Linked DNA regions of Danio rerio: region 2 is linked to region 1. Evidence: chromatin contacts called from public HiChIP or PLAC-seq data. All regions are on one chromosome and are shown on one strand. The core of a region is the stretch at or near the end of the contact, and the rest is flanking DNA. Distances in the headings are between cores, read along the strand shown. Region 1 holds the start of srsf3b (serine and arginine rich splicing factor 3b). Region 2 holds the start of znf76 (zinc finger protein 76).

Region 1 (4,542 bases), core at 1,146-3,645:
CTAAGGGCTATGCAAGCAATCCAATATATCCAAGATGCAACGACTACTGGATTTGATCCAGTTTCAGCGATCCCTATCGAAGAGATTCGTCGGGGTCAAGAAGCAGATCCCTCGATTTCTAAGATAATGCCCTATCTGGAGAAGCAAAGAAGGCCATCAAGACGAGAGGTGGTTGCAATGGATGCTGTGACTCAAATTCTTCTTAGGCAACTAGATCGTTTGAAGGTTCAAGATGGAGTAGTTTACCGTGTTTGCAAGGACCCATCAAGCACACACAAGAGGTTCCAACTTGTAATGCCTAGTAGCCTTAAGGCTAGAGCCTTAACTGGTGTGCATGATCTTGCTGGACACCAGGGAAGGTCAAGAACTCTTCAACTAGCTCGACAACGCTTTTTCTGGCCTCGGATGGAGCGTGACATAAGAGAGTATGTTAAATGTTGTCAGAGGTGCATATTGGCCAAAACACCAGAGCCATCTGCTCGAGCCCCACTTGAGAACATCAGGACTTCAGCCCCTATGGAGTTAGTGTGTTTGGATTTTTGGAGTGCGGAGGACAGCAAGCAACGCTCTGTGGATGTATTAGTCGTGACGGATCACTTTACAAAGTTGGCCCATGCTTTCCCATGTGTAAACCAGAAAGCAAAACAAATTGCAAAAAAACTGTGGGATCATGTCTTCTGTATTTATGGTTTTCCATCTCGCATTCATACAGATCAAGGGACCAACTTTGAAAGTACCCTCATCGCAGAGTTGCTTAAGCTGGCAGGTGTTGAGAAGTCGCACACTACGGCATACCACCCCATGGGGAACGGAGGAACAGAGCGATTCAATCGGACCTTGGGCAATATGCTTCGCTCCTTGCCTCTTAAGGAAAAACAGAAGTGGCCCGAACATATACAGACTTTGACATTTGCGTATAACTCCACCGTGCATGAGACCACGGGTTATGCGCCATTCCAGTTAATGTTTGGTCGCATTCCCAAGCTGCCAGTTGATGTTGTATTTGCGCAAGCATTACATGATCCTGTGATTGTTGATTATGGCAGTTACGCAAAAACACTTATGTCTTACCTTCATGAAGCTGCATGCATTGCGCAGAAACACACAGAGAAGGAGCAGAAAAAGCAGGCTAAGAATTACAATCGGAAGGTCAAGGGCATGTGTCTGAACGTTGGAGATAGGGTGCTTCTTGCAAACAAGAGTGAACGAGGAAAGAAAAAACTTGCAGATAAGTGGGATCCAACTGTTTATACTGTAAGAGACAGAAATCTTCAAACAAACATATACAAGCTGGTTGACAACAATGGAAAATGCAAAGTGGTGCATCGCAACCTGATACTGGATATTAGCTTCTTACCAATTGAACAATCTCAAGATGAAGAAGATACTCAGCCTACTGCTGAGAATGAGGAAACAGAGTCTCATGCACCAGAGTTATCCAGTTTGGAAGAGGAAGAGAACTTTGATGGAACGGAAGGATGGATACTTGATGGACAGGATGAGAGTGAAAGACAAAAGCCTGAAGAAGATGATGACATAGGATCCAGTTGTTCTAATCTAAGTGAAGGCAGTTTCTGTGAACAAGACCTTAATGCAACTGAAGTCAATGAGGGTAGTCCTGATCCGGTGTCCGATTTAGAAACTGCGTCCTTCGCCAAAAACTCTGAACCACGACCACATACATTAAATGATCCAGATGATAACACCATATCTAACGCACCAACACATTGTCCCACTGACACACAAGGTGTTAAAACCCGTGCAGGTAGAATGGTAAAAAAAGTTAGCCGCTTGATAGAATCTATGGCGCAAAGGCCATTTTATGTTCAGAGGGTTGGCTCACTTTTAACAAGGAGATCAGGATCAGTTCTTTCCTTATTTTAGATCAGTTTTGTGATGATGCAAAAATAACAATTAAGTATGTGCGCCGTAAGAATTTCAGTTAAAATCTTACCAGATTATTGTATGTTGTACAAGGCAGCATATTGTTCTAAGAATGTCTAGGACTTGATCAACCTTGGGCTTTTCTTAACCCGTTAAGTGGGTAACTTGCAATGTTGAACTGCGAATAAGATTTGCTAAAAATCTGGTTATGATAGATCGATGTCATCTCGGTCAGGATATTAGTGAAATTCAGGAGGGGTGAATGTGACGGGTGATAATAAGAGTATTAATTTAATGCATTTCACTAATAGTCCCTCCTTTTTAATTTTCGTGCATTTGTTTTGCATCAATTTGTTTAGACATATGTTAGAATTTAGTTTTTACTCTATATGTGTTGTTTAATGAAAATAGTTTTATATTTGTTTTGCGCGCAACGTTACTTCCGGTTGCCGCGCTACGTCACTTCCGGTTGCCGCGCAACGTCACTTCCGGTTGCCGCGCTGGGTTCTCAGACCGCATTGAGCGCGCTGAGGAGAGGTGAGCTTTTAATGGTGCTCCAAGGAGAATCGTTCTAAAAGTTGTCAGAACTTTAAATAAGCTTTAAATATGCGATTGTATTGTTTGTAAGAGTGTTCTATATTAACTAGGAAGTACTTTTCTTCATGTGGATGGATAAAATTAATCACTTTACTGAGCACAGTTGATTGAGTATGTGTGTATAAGTATGTATACTGGACACAGTGATTTCGAATGACCTTCTAACACTTTGTAACTGCTATTTATTTGTTAGGTGGGGAAATTTACAAACGAAATCATATCAACTTACTGTGCTGTTTTCTGATTCATCCAGGTATTGTTTTATGTACATTTATGCTTCTTTGTGTTTACATTTGTTTCGCAATTACATTAATTTCTAATATAAAGTTAGATAGGGGAAGATTAATTAATATCACAATGTATGGAAATGTAATCATTTGTTATTTTTATTTATTTACTTTTTGTACTTTTGTGATCTGTTTACCCAGTTTTAATTGGGTATGATGTTATTGTTATGTTTGCTCAGACCGCATTGAGCGCGCTGAGGAGAGGTGGGGAAATTTACAAACGAAATCATATCAACTTACTGTGCTGTTTTCTGATTCATCCAGTTTGCTCTGATCTGACGCTTGAGTGACAATAAACCCACCATCAGCAGTACCAGTGGCCTGTCTCATAATTGTACACAACGCAGAGAGTGCGAACACCGGTTACAAGTACAAAAAAGATTTCACAAGAACTTTTAATTTCACAAGCACAGTTAATGTTCAGACTATTTCAAATGTTTAAAGTGACTGACAATAAAACATATTCTTACTAATAGGAAGTAATCTGCATCGTTTTAAAACTGTACACACCTGTAGCTGCTTAATTAGGCTTACGACGCTATTTTTTAATACTGGTTAAAAAATAGCGTCGTAAGGTGGTACTTGGAGAGGCGATTTTTTTCTAAGGTGGTACTTGGTGAAAAAAGTTTGAGAACCACTGATCTATAGGGTACAAACGTGTGAATACCTCATGAATTAAATCTTCTCTGGGTGATCTCTGAGTAATTAAAGATGATAATGCTGAATCCTGACACATTACCACCCTCTCAGGGCATTATTCTGCCACCCATGTAAACCATTTTATAATGCAGTTATTCCTAGAATAAATGGGGTAAATGCCAAAGCATGCTAATAGGACTTTTAATTTGCCAGTTAACTGGGTTAATCGCTTCCGGTGAACTGAATGCCATTGCAAAACCGCGCGTTTAAGGTGTGTTTTCTTTAAAAATCAGCGATCTCCACTGGCTGAGTGATATCTGATATAAAGTGGGTCTCAGATTGTACAAAAAGCACCGCATTAAATGACATTTTCCCCCACCATGTCTTTATAATCAGAGCATTTATTTTATCCATGTATTTAATGGAGCTTCTGCGCTAGCCTGTGTGTGTGCGAGTAGACGGCTTTTTGTCTCGTTTTATGCTTGAGCAACTAAATGAAAGCCAAAGTCTGTTTAACTGATTGTATTTTAATGACATTACAACATCGACGCTGTAAAAGGAACCAAATAAAATGAAAAAAAAAACACAATAACAGATCACCGGAAGTTTATCAATGTGGGAAACACAATAGCTCGGCATATACCCTATTGATAATCTGATAATCTTTTTGAAATTCTTTAATATTGGCATGTATATGCCTGGAATTCCTGTGACTGGGTCTGTTAATCTATCAGTACAGATTTGTAAGTTTTCCTTGTATTTGATTTTAGGGAATGTATGATCATTTATTCGTCGTTTCAGGTTTTCTCTCGCACTAATAAATGTGCATAAACTGAAGCCCCGCCTACTCTGCGTCCATCATGACGTAATACACGTCAGTACGTCCGCGTTTCCGCGCTGCGCCATTTCGGAGCAGACCCGTGCCAGGAATCAAACACACACACACGGCCAGAAATACGCGATAATTACGGTGAGTTGTGTTTTTTCTCTTCCATTACGAAATAATGTTTCCAAACGAGCCGTTTGTGGTATTTTCTTGATCACTATTAAGTAACGCGTTTGCGTTTTTAACATAATTGTGCTTTTCCTCCAGACGCCATTTTACTATTGACCCACATTAGCGGTTAGCCTCTTG
Region 2 (4,542 bases), core at 528-3,027, 120 kb before region 1:
CACCCCAGAATCTCGCTGGATGTAGTAAGTCATCCGGGTATTTCTCGCATACCGATTTTCCAATTCTATGAATTCATACATACTACTCAGCTCGCATACTGATTTTAGCGTACTATATAGTACGAAAGTGAGCGGTTTCCGACGCAGCCATTGTGTTTAGGTTCTCAACAAAAATGACTGTGATTGGCTGTGAAGGTCATCAGTTCACCAAACTCACCGCTGTTTACTCAATGTAGCAACAGATACAGGAACACTGGAGCCTTTTATAGCCACGATTCATCAGCGGATCGCTCGTATGTCAGCTTATAGACAAAACAGCTGATCTTCGTGACTTTGAAACGCTCCAGTGTCCTATGGTATCTATGGTTACACTTAGTAAACAGCGGTGAATTCGGTAAACTGTTGACCTTCACGGAGAATCAGTCATTTCTGTAGAGCACCTGAACACAATAGCTAATCAGCGCCGATTAAGAACGCGCTCAAATGTTAGTGGAATATAGACGTTTTTAAAATTTTAGTACCGTTTGATATCGAATTCCAATTTCGTGACAACATTCGTCCACACGAAATTGCAAAAACACACTGGCGTCTGAAATTGTCACGTGTTTTTTTGTCTTGAAAAATTGAGAAAATCAACCCAAGTCTGACTGTTTTTAATGCGAATAAAAGTTTCAGAGGCAGTTTGTAAATGCAAATAACTCAACGTGTAGGTCATATTTATTTTTAAAGTGCAAACATTTCCGACTCAATACAGTTCACTGTGAAGTCAGCCAATCAGAAGCCTGAAAAAACGTTATTACTACCTGTGCTTCTTTTTTATTGTCGAATTACATTATTATTGGTTCTGGAAGAATATTAGCATACAAAGATAACGTAGAAAGTACATTTAAACGCACAAATACAGGTAAGCTTCCGCCAGACCTCATTGTGAAGCGATGCAGAATGCTTGTCGTAATCTTGTGGAATTCGCGTCAATTGGATTTTCCGCACAAGTTCCAGAAGGTTAACGAATCAAGTAAACGTGTAAAGAAAACAGCGAAAACAACGTAACAATTCAAAACAGCTACATGACGACACTCCACACTGGCAAGAGTTCGCTAAGTAATGTTTCAGAGTTATTAAGTGATGTTTCAGTGACCGATACAAACCACGTAGGGAAACGTCCGGTTATCAACAACATACGTGTGGACGGGGCCTTAACCATGTACTAAAAATTAAACTTATGTGAACATATGTGTGTTTACCAAAAGCAGACACAATCCATTAACAACCTCATAACAGTTAACACTTACAATTTAAACACTTTCCTATTGAGAAACAGTTGCACATTACAGCTCTAGCCAACATTTCTATCTTTAATTAACCACAAAAATACATTTTAAAAGAAGCATTTAAGACGCTGCAGCGGGAAAATACTCAAAACTGCCATGTTGTGTTCATGTAGCTCCCACTAATACTGCAGTGGTGTGTTTGAGGAGCTCAGGGACAGCGTGTAAATGAGCTGTGATGGGAATATGTGTGTTGTTTAAACAAATTAAACCCTCTTCAGTGCTGAACGCGGAACGCGCGCGGCCGCGGCCTCGCATTTGACACATTCACGCGCGCGCGCCTAAACACACACACAGAAGAACAGAGATAGAGAATGGTGTAAATGAAGTGTGTGTGTGTGAGAGAGAGTGTGTGCAGAATCTGCTGTGTGTCCTCCACTATCCCATCATTCTCTGTGGAGCAGCAGCAGCGCAGGCTGGGATACTCACCACCGCCAGCGGCCCAACATGCACTGCGGTGGACTCACGTGCACGCGGAGCCGCCGATCAGCAGAGCCGCCGCAGTGTGTCAAGTCCTCCAGCAGGGGGCGCGCGATGATTTGTATTCATTCATTTATTCACCTTTGGCTTAGTCCCTTTGTTCCTCAGGGGTCGCCACAGCGGAATGTACCGCCAACTATTCCAGCACGTTTTACGCAGCGGATGCCCTTAATAAATTGTTTTAATTAATTAATTCATTATATTAATAAATATTATAATATTAAATAATGTTATAGAATAAACTAAATTATTTTAATATATATTTATTGTATAATAAATATAACAATTATATATATATATATATATATATATATATATATATATATATATATATATATATATATATATATATATATATATTATTATTATTATTATTATTATAAATATATGAATTAATATATATATATATATATATATATATATATATATATATATATATATATATATATATATAAATATTATTATTATTATTATAAATATATGAATTAATTTTTATTAAGAAAAGTTTAGAAAACTAAACTAAACAGGGGCTTAAAATGTAAATGAAAACACAAATACACAAAATAGCACAAATCCAAGCACAGTGACCATAATAAATCAATAATAATCGCCAGTTATTAATATCATATTTTTGACATACATTAAAAGTTATTTTAGCTTTACAATTTTTGGATTTTTATTTTGTTTTAATAGACTTTAATAGATATATTTATGTTTAATTTTACAAATAAAATCAGATAAAAATGGCTAATTATTAGTGTATTTGCATTTATAAATACAACATTTTCCTAAAGTAAAATTGTAATTCATGACATAAAATCAGTTGTCTCCTTTGGTATATTCATAAAGGCCAAAAACAATATGTTTAAGGGAAAAACAATGTCTGGGTGAAGATTATTTGTGAAAACAACAACAGAAAACTGTGTTCAGGTCCAGAGTGTGCGCTGATATAAACACACAGTCATGTTGGTGTTGTTGTTTTAGGTTTATAAATATAACAACATTAAAAAGTCAGCATTTAAAGCGGATATGTTATTGAATACCAAATATTGATTTAAAAAATAGTGGTATTATTCAATGCTCTTTCTGCTTTCATTTTCTTCCTCGAAATCAACTTTTGGAAGTCACCTAAATACTAATAAACGGCAATAAATAATTACAAACATTTACATTTATTGTCAGGAAATTACAAACAATGATCGATAAATTAAAAACTGGTAATTGTTGCTAAATTGGATATGGTTGTGGCCGGAAGTTAACAAGAATCATTTTTATTATTTATTAAATTTCCCATTTATTGTATTTTATTTATTTATGTAGACTAAAAGAGAAAATAATGCACATTAATCTTGTCTCAGCTCTGCAAGTGCAATGGTACACACATACAGACATTATTTACATCTAACTATGTGTGTCTATACGTGAACTGCTAAAAACAATCAAAATAATGACCAAGTATATGTATTCTCCTGTTTGATCCTCACAGCGCCTCTGCTGGTCACAGAGAGCATTACAGCTGCTGATCCTCTTGGTGCGCCTCTGTGCTTTATAACCTGGAAGCGGAAGAATCGACCGATACTGGGACGTCACACGGGGTCACTTTCAGCAAGCAAATGTAAACCTTGTAGAATATAATTGAGCTGTACATATTAACTGTAATCAAAGATGCACCAAACATGTTTTAAATGGCTAATGTTAACGCTGGTATACACACACAAACACACTTGAAAATAGACATGCACAGCACTTTTATACTCACACACATATATATATATAAACCAACTAAAATATAAAAGTTATATATCACAAAATTATGTAAATAATTGGATTTAGAAAGGATGGATATATATATATATATATATATATATATATATATATATATATATATATATATATATATATATATATATATATATATATATATAATATTTAACTAACATTATTGGAGCCTTTATATGTTTTGGTTAATTGTTTATCCTGAGATTACAAATCTCTAGCAGTTTTCCTGCTAAAATAAAGGTTCCAATTAAAAATAGGTAAACAAAAATGTAAATGATGAAACACAAGCTTCATAATGTTTAGCTTTGTTGAACCTAATATTTTTTCTCTAAACAATCCCATAATTCATCAGTCACGCGCGCACACACACACACACACTGACAGCAGAGTTTACGAACAGCAGCTTTTGTTTACTGTGTAAATCCACATAAATCTCTGAATCATATTAGTAGATCACATTATGGTCTTCATCTGAATCGCAATATTTACAGTGATTAAACGCCAGAGAACAAAACAGCATCGGCTATGACGCTGCCTGATGATGTCACCACACCCAGTATTCTCCTATTGGCAGTTGGGGCGTGACATCATCGGCTGATGACAGACATATAAAGTGCTTTGATTGGCTGATCGGTGAATCTCCAGAGGGACGTCAGAATTTCAGCGTGACGACATATTCATGACGAAAAAACCCTTTCTGCGCATATTACCGTAACGCAAAGATTTTCATACTCATTACCGTAACGAGAAAAACACGCTTATTATTGGTGCAAAACTAAGTATTTCTAAATGATGCTGTAATACTGAAAAATGGTCTCCAAGTCAATACCGTACTCTAGAAAACTAATAATTCTCATCACTGTATTACACCACATTTGTCATCACTGTAATAAACAAACAAAAAACTTTATGAAAATATTCTCATTACCGCTACATAAACATTTACCACAATAAG

The links. HiChIP or PLAC-seq counts read pairs in DNA pulled down with a chosen protein or histone mark.
Region 2: a contact with region 1 is called in an H3K4me3 HiChIP or PLAC-seq map of gastrula embryo, with 2.4 times the contacts expected there. The contact joins the promoter of znf76 here to the promoter of srsf3b in region 1. A contact is called at or near these places in 2 of 4 datasets of contacts at active chromatin or transcription factors (embryo and gastrula embryo).

The regions. Positions count from the first base shown.
Region 1 is chr22:639,499-644,040 of GRCz12tu, reverse strand. srsf3b (serine and arginine rich splicing factor 3b) reads left to right here and starts at 2,395. Exons shown (of 7, transcript NM_001309473.1): 1 at 2,395-2,421; 2 at 2,675-2,734.
Region 2 is chr22:754,385-758,926 of GRCz12tu, reverse strand. It overlaps znf76 (zinc finger protein 76), which reads right to left and starts at 1,777. Exons shown (of 13, transcript NM_001077610.1): 1 at 1,758-1,777. It also overlaps a transcript of zgc:162255 not described here.